Linked DNA regions of Mus musculus: region 1 is linked to region 2. A link is a contact called in public Hi-C data. All regions are on one chromosome and are shown on one strand. The core of a region is the stretch at or near the end of the contact, and the rest is flanking DNA. Distances in the headings are between cores, read along the strand shown. Region 1 overlaps Meis2 (Meis homeobox 2). Region 2 has its middle 14 kb from the start of Gm39911.

Region 1 (4,612 bases), core at 862-3,361, 300 kb after region 2:
CAGAGGCTGGGGACATGTCAAATATGGCAGATTTTGTGAAAGGGTCTTTCTGAGGTACACTTTAAGGAAAAGGGGTTGGGGCACTGGGAAGAGTCTAGAATCTTTCCGAAATGCACCTCTTTTTCTGGTTGTCCCAGAGCAGATGGGAGTCTCTTGTGCTTGCCTCTGAGAAAGATTAAATGAACACTTCTGTCATTTGAGGGAGGTGGGACACAGAGAGGTGGAAATACTCCAGACAATGGCCTCTGGCCATGGAGGGCTCCCTCCCAGTGCCCGATCCCCTGCGGAACTCTGCTTACCTTTGTAGCTGGTATTTCATCAGAAACCAGTGGAAGGTTCCTGGCTAGACGAAAAAGACCCGGAGAATCAACGTCTCTTGGATCTACTCCGAGGCTAAGAAACATTACAATAAAATTTACAGCGCCTTTAACAACTCGCAAGTAAAGCATTAAAATTCTCTTTAATTGAGAAGATATTGATTTTCAAGTCTAGAAAAAGCGAAATCGTAATTTAGTGGCAAACTTTTAGGCGAGAATATAGCGAGTTATGTCGCCATATAATGGATCCACTCTTAATCCACACACAACGTCACATCTTTAATTGCCCTACTTTGTGAAGTGATAAAGACAAAAAGGTAACCCGATCAAGGCAAATGCTTTATTTAAAAAAGATCTAGAGAAAGGATCTAGAATAATTTTATTTTCCGTTTATGTATAAAAAGAATTGTCTATCTTCTTTTTTTTTTTTTTTTTTGAAGTAGGGGAGAAAGGTCCAATGGGGAGAAAAGAAATAAAAAGAACGGAAAACCACAGACCAGTCTAAAAGCCACTCACGGTAGCAAATCCGTTGATATTCTTTACCGAAGGAGGAACGAAGCCAACGCATTTAGAGCAAATGCATTCACAGGCAAAATTGCATCCTCTGTGAACGAAACAAACCTAGGTCTATTTTGTTACTTTATTCCCGGGTCTTGGGGAGGGGGCGGGGTGTACAGAATCCATTGGTGGATAGAGGAGGGGAAGAAAATCAGACTTTCTGTTATTTCTGTATCGGTTTTTGGTATTATAGAGGAGTGAAGAAGTTTTTGTGTGGTGGTTTTTCATTGATCAGTCACTCTGAGCTAATGTAATTATCCTCATCAATAGGACGCTGCAGAGAGAATCATTATGTGGGTGACATTGATAAATGACCGCCCAGGAACGGCCCTCTCTCGGGCAACCCCCACATCTGACCCTCCCACACACACAATGTAGTCATAGAAACACCTACAAGGACCTAGAGCGCCGCCCAGCCAGAGGCCGGAGAGGGAAGAAAAGCCTCGGGCGGCGAGGTGGGGGCAGGAGAGGGGGCTTGTCCAGATCCCAAACTGTTGCAAGACAAAACCAGCCAGCCCCATGCGGGACAGGCGGAGTGGCGGGAGGGGGGACTATCCCCACGGGGCCCCCCAGCTGCCCAAGCAGAGTTGCCTACAACAAAGTGCAAATCTGCCCTGCAGACCGGTCAGTCCATTCCTCCTCCACACCTTTCTCCCACGTGCGAACTCACTCCAGGCTACCAAGAGATGCTTGGCCAGGCACACCCTGAAGGAGGATTGGCAAAGGAGTTTAAGGGTCAGGCCATCAACTTGCAGACGGCGAATTCTCACGCGCAGCCCCCCTCCCCTGCGTTCAAAACACCTCAAACACACAACAAACAAAACCAAATACCACAAAGGCAGAGACTGGGCGACACCTCCCCTCTGGCGCTCCTGTGTTATTTCCTGAGTGACCCCTTCTTTTCTCTTCACCTCCTAACCCAGAGCCTCTGATTATGAGATAATGGATTTTGTGATTGTTCCTGTCAGGGGGAAAAAAATTCCCCCACCGAACCCCGCGTTTTTATCTTTCCACTGTTTTATTTAAGCCAATGGGAAAGTATTGAGAACGGTAATTGATTCATAATGATCCATAAATCGGTGTCGGAAAGTGGGGGTAGGGCGGTGGTGCGAAGAGAAGGGGGCGATGCTGTTTATTTATTTTATTTCTAAAGCCTCAGCTAAAGTAGCTTTGACACTGTTGGGGCTGGAGGGGAGGGGCCGCTGGGCTCTGCCGGATCATCCATCATTCCTGTCACCCAGAGTCTGCCCGGAGGAGCAGTAGACGCAATCTCCCTTCTGTCTCTACAGCGAAACTATTAATATTAAAACCTCCCTTCAAACACTGCCCCGACGGTCCCCATTCTCATCACGATTTGACCGCAGAGTCCAGCGCTGCACCTTTCTCCAGCCCCGCTGGGACTGCGGGGGGGCTCCCCACGCGCACGACGCCCGAAGTTGATCACTGAAAAAAAAAAAAACAAAAACAAAAACAAAAAAACCACCACGGTTGCTTGTCCCCCTCCATCCGTTTGCAGCAGGTTCGTCCATACAACAAACACACTCGCGACGGGGAGGCCGTCTGCACGCACGACCACAGGCATGATCCTCCTTGTTCTTGGCTTGTGCCACAACTCCCCTGTCCCTGGACCACAGGGTGACCGCTTAGTTCGGGCCACTCGGCCATTTAAACAGCTCGAAAGAGGACCTTCTGGCAAAGTGGAGACTTGTAGCAGAGGTCCAGGTTCCTTATCAAATTGCTGGCCTGCAAGACTAATGGAGAATTTGCGGAGGATCCCTTTGAAGGAAGGACCCTCCTTTTGACAGCTGCTAGAGATATTAGCCACATTTCCCTTCCCGGATCTGCTCCGGGTTAACAGGCCCGCGGGAGTGGGAGGGCCAGCCGGCGAGGAGGACCTTGATGGGCTGGACAGACCCATCTAGGGAGCTGGTGTGGGGGTTCGGGTGCTGACCCGAGGTTAGCGGGGGAGAGGGAGAACAGCGTGGAAGACACAGCCTCTTCTGGACTTTTCTTTCTCTTTTAAATGTGGCTTCTTGCTCAATTCCCAACCCTTAACAGATGGCGACTGCAGCTCTCTCTCGGAATTTCTTGAAGAAAGGGAAACCTTTGGAGTTTATTTCTGCTTTTGCTTTTCCATATAAATAAAAAAGTGTTTTTATATTACTCTTGTTTTGGAGAACATAAGCAATTTTATTCAGACTACAGTATTTCCTTTAACACTATATGGTTGTCAAAACACCATTCCCAGTTTCTTTGCGTTTGACAGCTGAGTCTTTCTTAAATATACCCAAATCGGAACTCTTTATACTAAATAGTAAACCCGAGATAGGAGCAAGCGCCTTCTGAGGTGGTATAAAAAGCACTATAAAAACTGGATAAATTCATCATCCCTCTGTCATAGAATGGGGTGGGGGTGGGGTAAGAAAATACATAGATATTACCACAATTATCACTCATCTCCAAATATCTAAGGTTAAAATTAGCATGATAGGATACAGATTGGCCAAGATACTAAGCTCACGATGAGTCTGTGAATTCAAACGAAGGCTCAACCACTCTGGCTGTACCCTTCCTGGAGTAATAACTCCATAAAATACTTTTTATAAACGTGAGCTTGTGACCAAGGAAACCCTTCAGCAATTACCTTATGGAGAGCAATGAGAGAAAAGCTGCCAATATAATTTTTCCCCTTTCAACTGATATGAGAGTAAGTTTATAAATGAGGAACTTGTCAGAGTTTACATCAGAGCATTTAAAGCAAACATATGCAAATATTTAAATTTTACAGAAAGATTCCATGTAGCATGGAACAGGGATAATGAGAGGGAGGGAGGCTCTATGTATTTTACAAGATCAGTGTGTTTGTGTCAAACACTGCTATTTCTAGGTTTAAAGAGCAGTGCACTAATTAAAGTGATAAATGCACTTATAAAAATTTTACTTAACAATATAAAAGAAAACAATAGCAATTTATATCCTTGCTCATTCATATGTAGTGCTTCCATTAAGGCTGCCTAACAAGGAAACAGGGAAGGGTTTGCCTGAGAGGCCACTATGGAGTGCTTCCAAGTGGAAGTTTGTATGACTAGTGAGCTCTTCCCTACCAAATCAAATCATCTCTCCATCTCCTATTTATCCTCCCCTTTAGATGGAGGCGTCAACATTTAGGAGTTAGGAAAGCCTCAGCTGTGTGTTTATTTGGAAACTCTTTGAGTGTGCAGCTATCTTAAGCGGCTACATTTTGCACACTTTAGTAGACACTGCAACATCAACAAGCTTGTGGCTCTAGATTACCAAGTAAAGCTTTGAAAATGCTATCAAAGTATCTCTTTTTTTTTTCTTTTCTTTTTTTTTATGAAAAAAAAATTTTTGAGGCACCAGACTATCATACTTGCATCCCTGCACATGGAGAAAGCAACCTTATTAGAAAGATACCACTGTATTATTTGTACTAAATATTAATGCTTAAGCACTCTTTTAAGCTTAGAATTCCCAACTCCATAGAAAGTGTTTACTTATCTATAGACATCATATATGAGCTTTAATGTACAGAGTCAACAGTATTTGAGTAAGATAGAGTACAGATAAATCATGTTTGAGCACACACATAACTTCTTATGATATAAAATTAACATGGAATAAACCCTTTATTCTACTGGTGGGTACATAGGCAAAAGTTTAATCTGCAACTGCTTTTAAAAACATCATGCAGCTATAATAAGATAGGCTGGGCCTTT
Region 2 (4,289 bases), core at 185-2,684:
CAGTATTTCAACATTCCTTTGGCTTTGCCATCTTTATGTTCATTCTAAATTAAGAAGTCTGAAGCAGATCTTATCAAATCCGTGATATTGTTAAGAGCACTTCAAGGTCCTTTTAAAAACAAGAATTACTCACATCAACCTACTTTATTGCTTCATTTTCCTACTCCAAAGGACACCAAGTATACTAAAGCAATTTAACATGGCTGTAACCTACAATTTCAGCTTACCCCGAGGGGCCACTTCACCTCTTGTCTTCCTTTTCCAGACCAAATCAATAGAGGGGAGAATCAAGTCAAGACATATGTCATAACTGTATCAAAGGTCAATGAGGTTTAAACAAATTGGGCTCCACTCATAAATAATTGACTCACAATTTGTACTGAAGTACGGGGTGAAATGGTGTTCACCTGAAACATATTTAAGGTTTAATCAACCTATTGTTGACACCCTGAGAACTGTAACTAAACATGTGCTTGGGTATGAAAGTCATCTATCGACAGAGACGCTCATGGAGGTAATAATTCCATGGGGATCATGTATGGTCTTCTTTGTCTGTCACAAAAGAAGCTAAGGGAGGCTGTTAGTGTCCATATTCTTAACAGTGGACAGAATGACAGACTGTAAGCATTCCTGAAGGTCAGCCCTATCATGAAATTTGTACCTTTGTTGAGGTGAGGCATGAGTTTAAATTCCTGGTGCTATGAAGGTGAGGAGGAAAAGGCCACACTCCTCTGGATTAGGATCCCCGGCATCCAAGTGAGGAGCCTGCCTTCTGGTTCTTTGTTTAGCATCCAGGAGACTGTGAGTGTTGGGAAGGCTTTATAGAGACCGTCCAAGTCTTCAGTTACAGTTCTGGCAAGCTGAGCGTTATGCTCTGAGATGGACCATACCTGTACTCTCAGACCTTGTGGACATGAGGTAGAAAGACTGCACATTTGAAGCCAGCCTAGAATTCACAGTAAAGTCTAAGGCAGTCAGTTGGGCTATCTAGTAAGACCCTGCCACAGAAAACAAAACAAAACAAAACAAACAAAACAAAACAAAACAAAACAAAAGCAAAACAACCTCCACCAAGACCAAAGTCAAAATCTCTTTAGCAGAAACTGAGCACATGTGGAAACTTGAGTCATACTCTGGAGAAAAGACGCGGGTTGAAGCCATGGAACGAGGTGCTGATCAGACTCTCTATGCAAGATTCCCTTTCTGTCTTGTAAGGAAGGGAAGACATGAGCAGATGACTCAGCAGTGCTGCCTCTCTGCCCTCTTCTTGTCTTGAACAATAACCAGATGCCTGCTTCTGGGACAGCCATCTTACAACTGTGAATTAACAAGCAAGAAAATAAAAATCTAATGCACCAAGTATGGTAAAGAGAAAATCGGACTTGGGCCTTTTAAGAAGTCGTTAAACTGTCATCTATTTTCAGCCTCGTTATTTTGTGAAGTAATTAAACATCCCTACTGTGCAAGGCCAAAATCAGTCCTGATGGACACTGTGATGGATGCTAGTGTCCCTCCTTTCAAGGAATAAATTCCAGGAATTTATTATCCACTCAGGGAAACAACAAAAGGGCCCAAATAGCCCTTATGACTCACAGAAAAGTGTAGAAGCCATGAGAAAAGTATAAACAAAGCACTATAAAGATTTACAGGTGGGAATGACCTGGTCCAGATGGGGAAGATGGAATTGAAAATAAAGGAAAGGCAAGGAAAGGAGAACTAGCTGGGGCTTAGAGATATTTGCAGCTTTTTGTTGTTGTTGTTGTTAATTTTTATTTTTAAATTATGTATATACCTATCTTCTTTCTGTCTCTGTCTCTTTGTGTGTTTCTCTGTGGTGCCTCTCTATGTCCTCTCCTTTTCCTCTCTCTCTCTCTCTCTCTCTCTCTCTCTCTCTCTCTCTCTCTCCCTCTCTCTCTCTCTTTGTGTGTGTGTGCACTCACGCAGGTGCACAGTACCAGCAAAAGCCAAAAGAGGGCACCAGATGCCCTGGAACCAGAAATAGAGGCAGTTGTGAACTACCCACATGGATGCTAGGAACTGAACTCAGGTCTTCCAGTAGAGAATTTCATGCTGTTAACCATTGAGCCACCTGGCCAGCCCCAGAGCAGTACAATATTGAGCACGTGGTTGAACCTGGTAGATTTTTGCTCTTCTTGAAGACTTCAGTTATTGAAAGTTAAACTTTCATTAAGAACCTAGAGCAGGGGAAATTAAGAATTTAGTAACTATTTGTTTATTTTCAGGAAATTAGTGTCATACATCATAGCTTGTCTTAATGAGGGAAGCCACACTATCTTTTCAATCCATATTATGGTCCAACAGAATGGGGCTCCTTCCACTAGTCAGTCTAATTGTGTACTGCCTGCATAATAACTGTGATAAAGGAAAAAGAAAGTGGGGCTGGAGAGGCAGCCCTGTGGTTGAAAGTACTGGCTATTCTTGGAGAGAACCCAGATTTGAGTCTCAGCACCCACATAATGGTTCACAAACACAATGCCCTCTTTTGACATGCACTGGCACTTGGTGCACATCTGGTGCACAGACATCTGTGCAGAAAGACATATGAACTTTTTTTTTAAATTGAAATAGGAAGAAAGAAAGAAAGAAAGAAAGAAAGAAAGAAAGAAAGAAAGAAAGAAAGAAAGAAAGCAAGCAAGCTGTGGCATCAGTAGCCTCTCAGCCTGCTTATCTTTCTGGGCTCTATGAGTGTGGTTCTGCTCCTCGGTGAGGAATTAGAATCACATTCTAGGCAAAATGTTGCCATGTTTCACTCTATGGAATTATCACCTTTCATCCAACAAGTGTGTCTAATTTTCACACTGTTGATGAGAAAGCAATAAATTAAAGACATAAATCAGCTACAAGTTGAATAGAAGAAATCTACCCTTGAATAGATTTTTAAAAGCTCTTACCATTCCATTATGTTGCTTTTGGTTAAGGTCAAACCCATTCCTTTCTTGTGGGAAGCCACATGTGCCGTTGCAGAGTGGCACTGACTACTGCTGGCCACCACACATAAGTTTGGACAAACAACCAATGTGTACATATGCAGTAAAGTTTTTTGCAAAGACACTGCCTGGCTCGGGTATGATAATGAGGCTTTGAGAGTATAACCAATCAGATGTGAGACATGTAAATTAGGTATGATAATGAGGCTCTGTGAGGTATAGAGAGAGAGAGAGTAGCCAATCAGATGAGGAACATGCAAATGAGGCTTAGTGCATAACCAATCCGGGTGTGAGACATGCCTCTCCTAGGCCTATATAAGCAGCACCAGTTCCGGGCTCGGGGTCTCTTCGCCTCTGCAATCAAGCTCTCCCAATAAACGTGTGCAGAAGGTTCCTGTTGCAGCGTCGTTCTTGATGGTCGAGTTGGGCGCGCACAAGACTTTCTCTGTGGTCTACATGTGTAATATGGAAAAACTATGTCCTTTCTCACATCCATTCAAAGACCCCTAAGCACCAAAGTCATTTTTATCCATACTCAAAGTTAGGCCTCTGTAAATTTGAAGTTCACATCTCTCCTCTACATCAGTTTCCCCTCTTCAACAAAAGAAAATTTAAAAAATACTTTGAAATGAAACATGCTAAAATTTAGGAAACATAGGAAAAGCAGTGTTCAGAGAGAAATACATAACTGCAAACAGTGTTATCAAATAAGACCTTTTGTCAATGAGCTAACTTCCCAAGTCAAGAAATTAAGAGAGGACAGATAACCAGGACACAAGAAGGAGAAAAAGAATAAAAATATTAGAGTTGAGAATAAATAGAGAAGAGTGAAAAATAAATAAAAATAAAGTTCTTTAAGCATTCCAGAGGCAGAGGCAGGAGGATCTCTACAAATTCAAGGCTAGCTAAGTTGATATAGTGAGTTCCAGACCAGCGAAGGCTACAGTGAAATCTCTTATTCTCTCAACCGTCAAAGAAGTTATTTGAAAAGATTAAGAGAAATTGATGAACTTTTAGACTGAACAACAACAATAACAAAAAAAAAAAAGCCAGATAAGAATTAGATTGTTAAAAGCAGAAAAAAAAAAAAAAAACTTACTTCAGTAAGTAAGCACATTGAAATTACTAGCTGATCTATCTTCCAAGGTCTGATGTTTGATCAACTAAGTAGATACTATTAATTCACATTATGGTTAGAGATAGACACATGCAATGGAGAGGTTAAGTAATTTACCAAAATACCCACAGCTCTATACCTGAACAACCAGGACCTAAAATTCAGCTTCTATGGAACAGCATGGAAGCTGAGACCTCCTCTCTGCCCCTTATCCATTCTATGTC

Evidence for each region. Hi-C and Micro-C count contacts between places; a contact is called where the count stands out from the background.
Region 1: a contact with region 2 is called in a Hi-C map of uterus, with 7 times the contacts expected there. The contact joins two enhancer-like sites. A contact is called at or near these places in 9 of 39 promoter capture datasets (3T3-L1-derived adipocytes, embryonic stem cells, liver and 3 more), 15 of 484 Hi-C or Micro-C datasets (LSK cells, Th1 cells, cardiomyocytes and 5 more), 9 of 115 datasets of contacts at active chromatin or transcription factors (bone marrow-derived macrophages, embryonic basal ganglia, embryonic hindbrain and 4 more) and 1 of 9 other capture datasets (embryonic stem cells).

Annotation. Positions count from the first base shown.
Region 1 is chr2:115,858,215-115,862,826 of GRCm38.p6, forward strand. It overlaps Meis2 (Meis homeobox 2), which reads right to left. Exons shown (of 12, transcript NM_001159568.1): 12 at 3,050-4,612. Among named protein-coding and RNA genes, the nearest start is that of Gm31590, 53 kb to the left of the region's middle. Within about 2 kb of position 2,112, at least 72 of the 459 cell types and tissues checked have an H3K27ac peak or open chromatin away from gene starts, as enhancers often do. A contact at or near this core is called in uterus, where this site is marked.
Region 2 is chr2:115,562,402-115,566,690 of GRCm38.p6, forward strand. No RefSeq gene overlaps it. Among named protein-coding and RNA genes, the nearest start is that of Gm39911, 14 kb to the left of the region's middle. Within about 2 kb of position 1,435, at least 7 of the 459 cell types and tissues checked have an H3K27ac peak or open chromatin away from gene starts, as enhancers often do. A contact at or near this core is called in uterus, where this site is marked.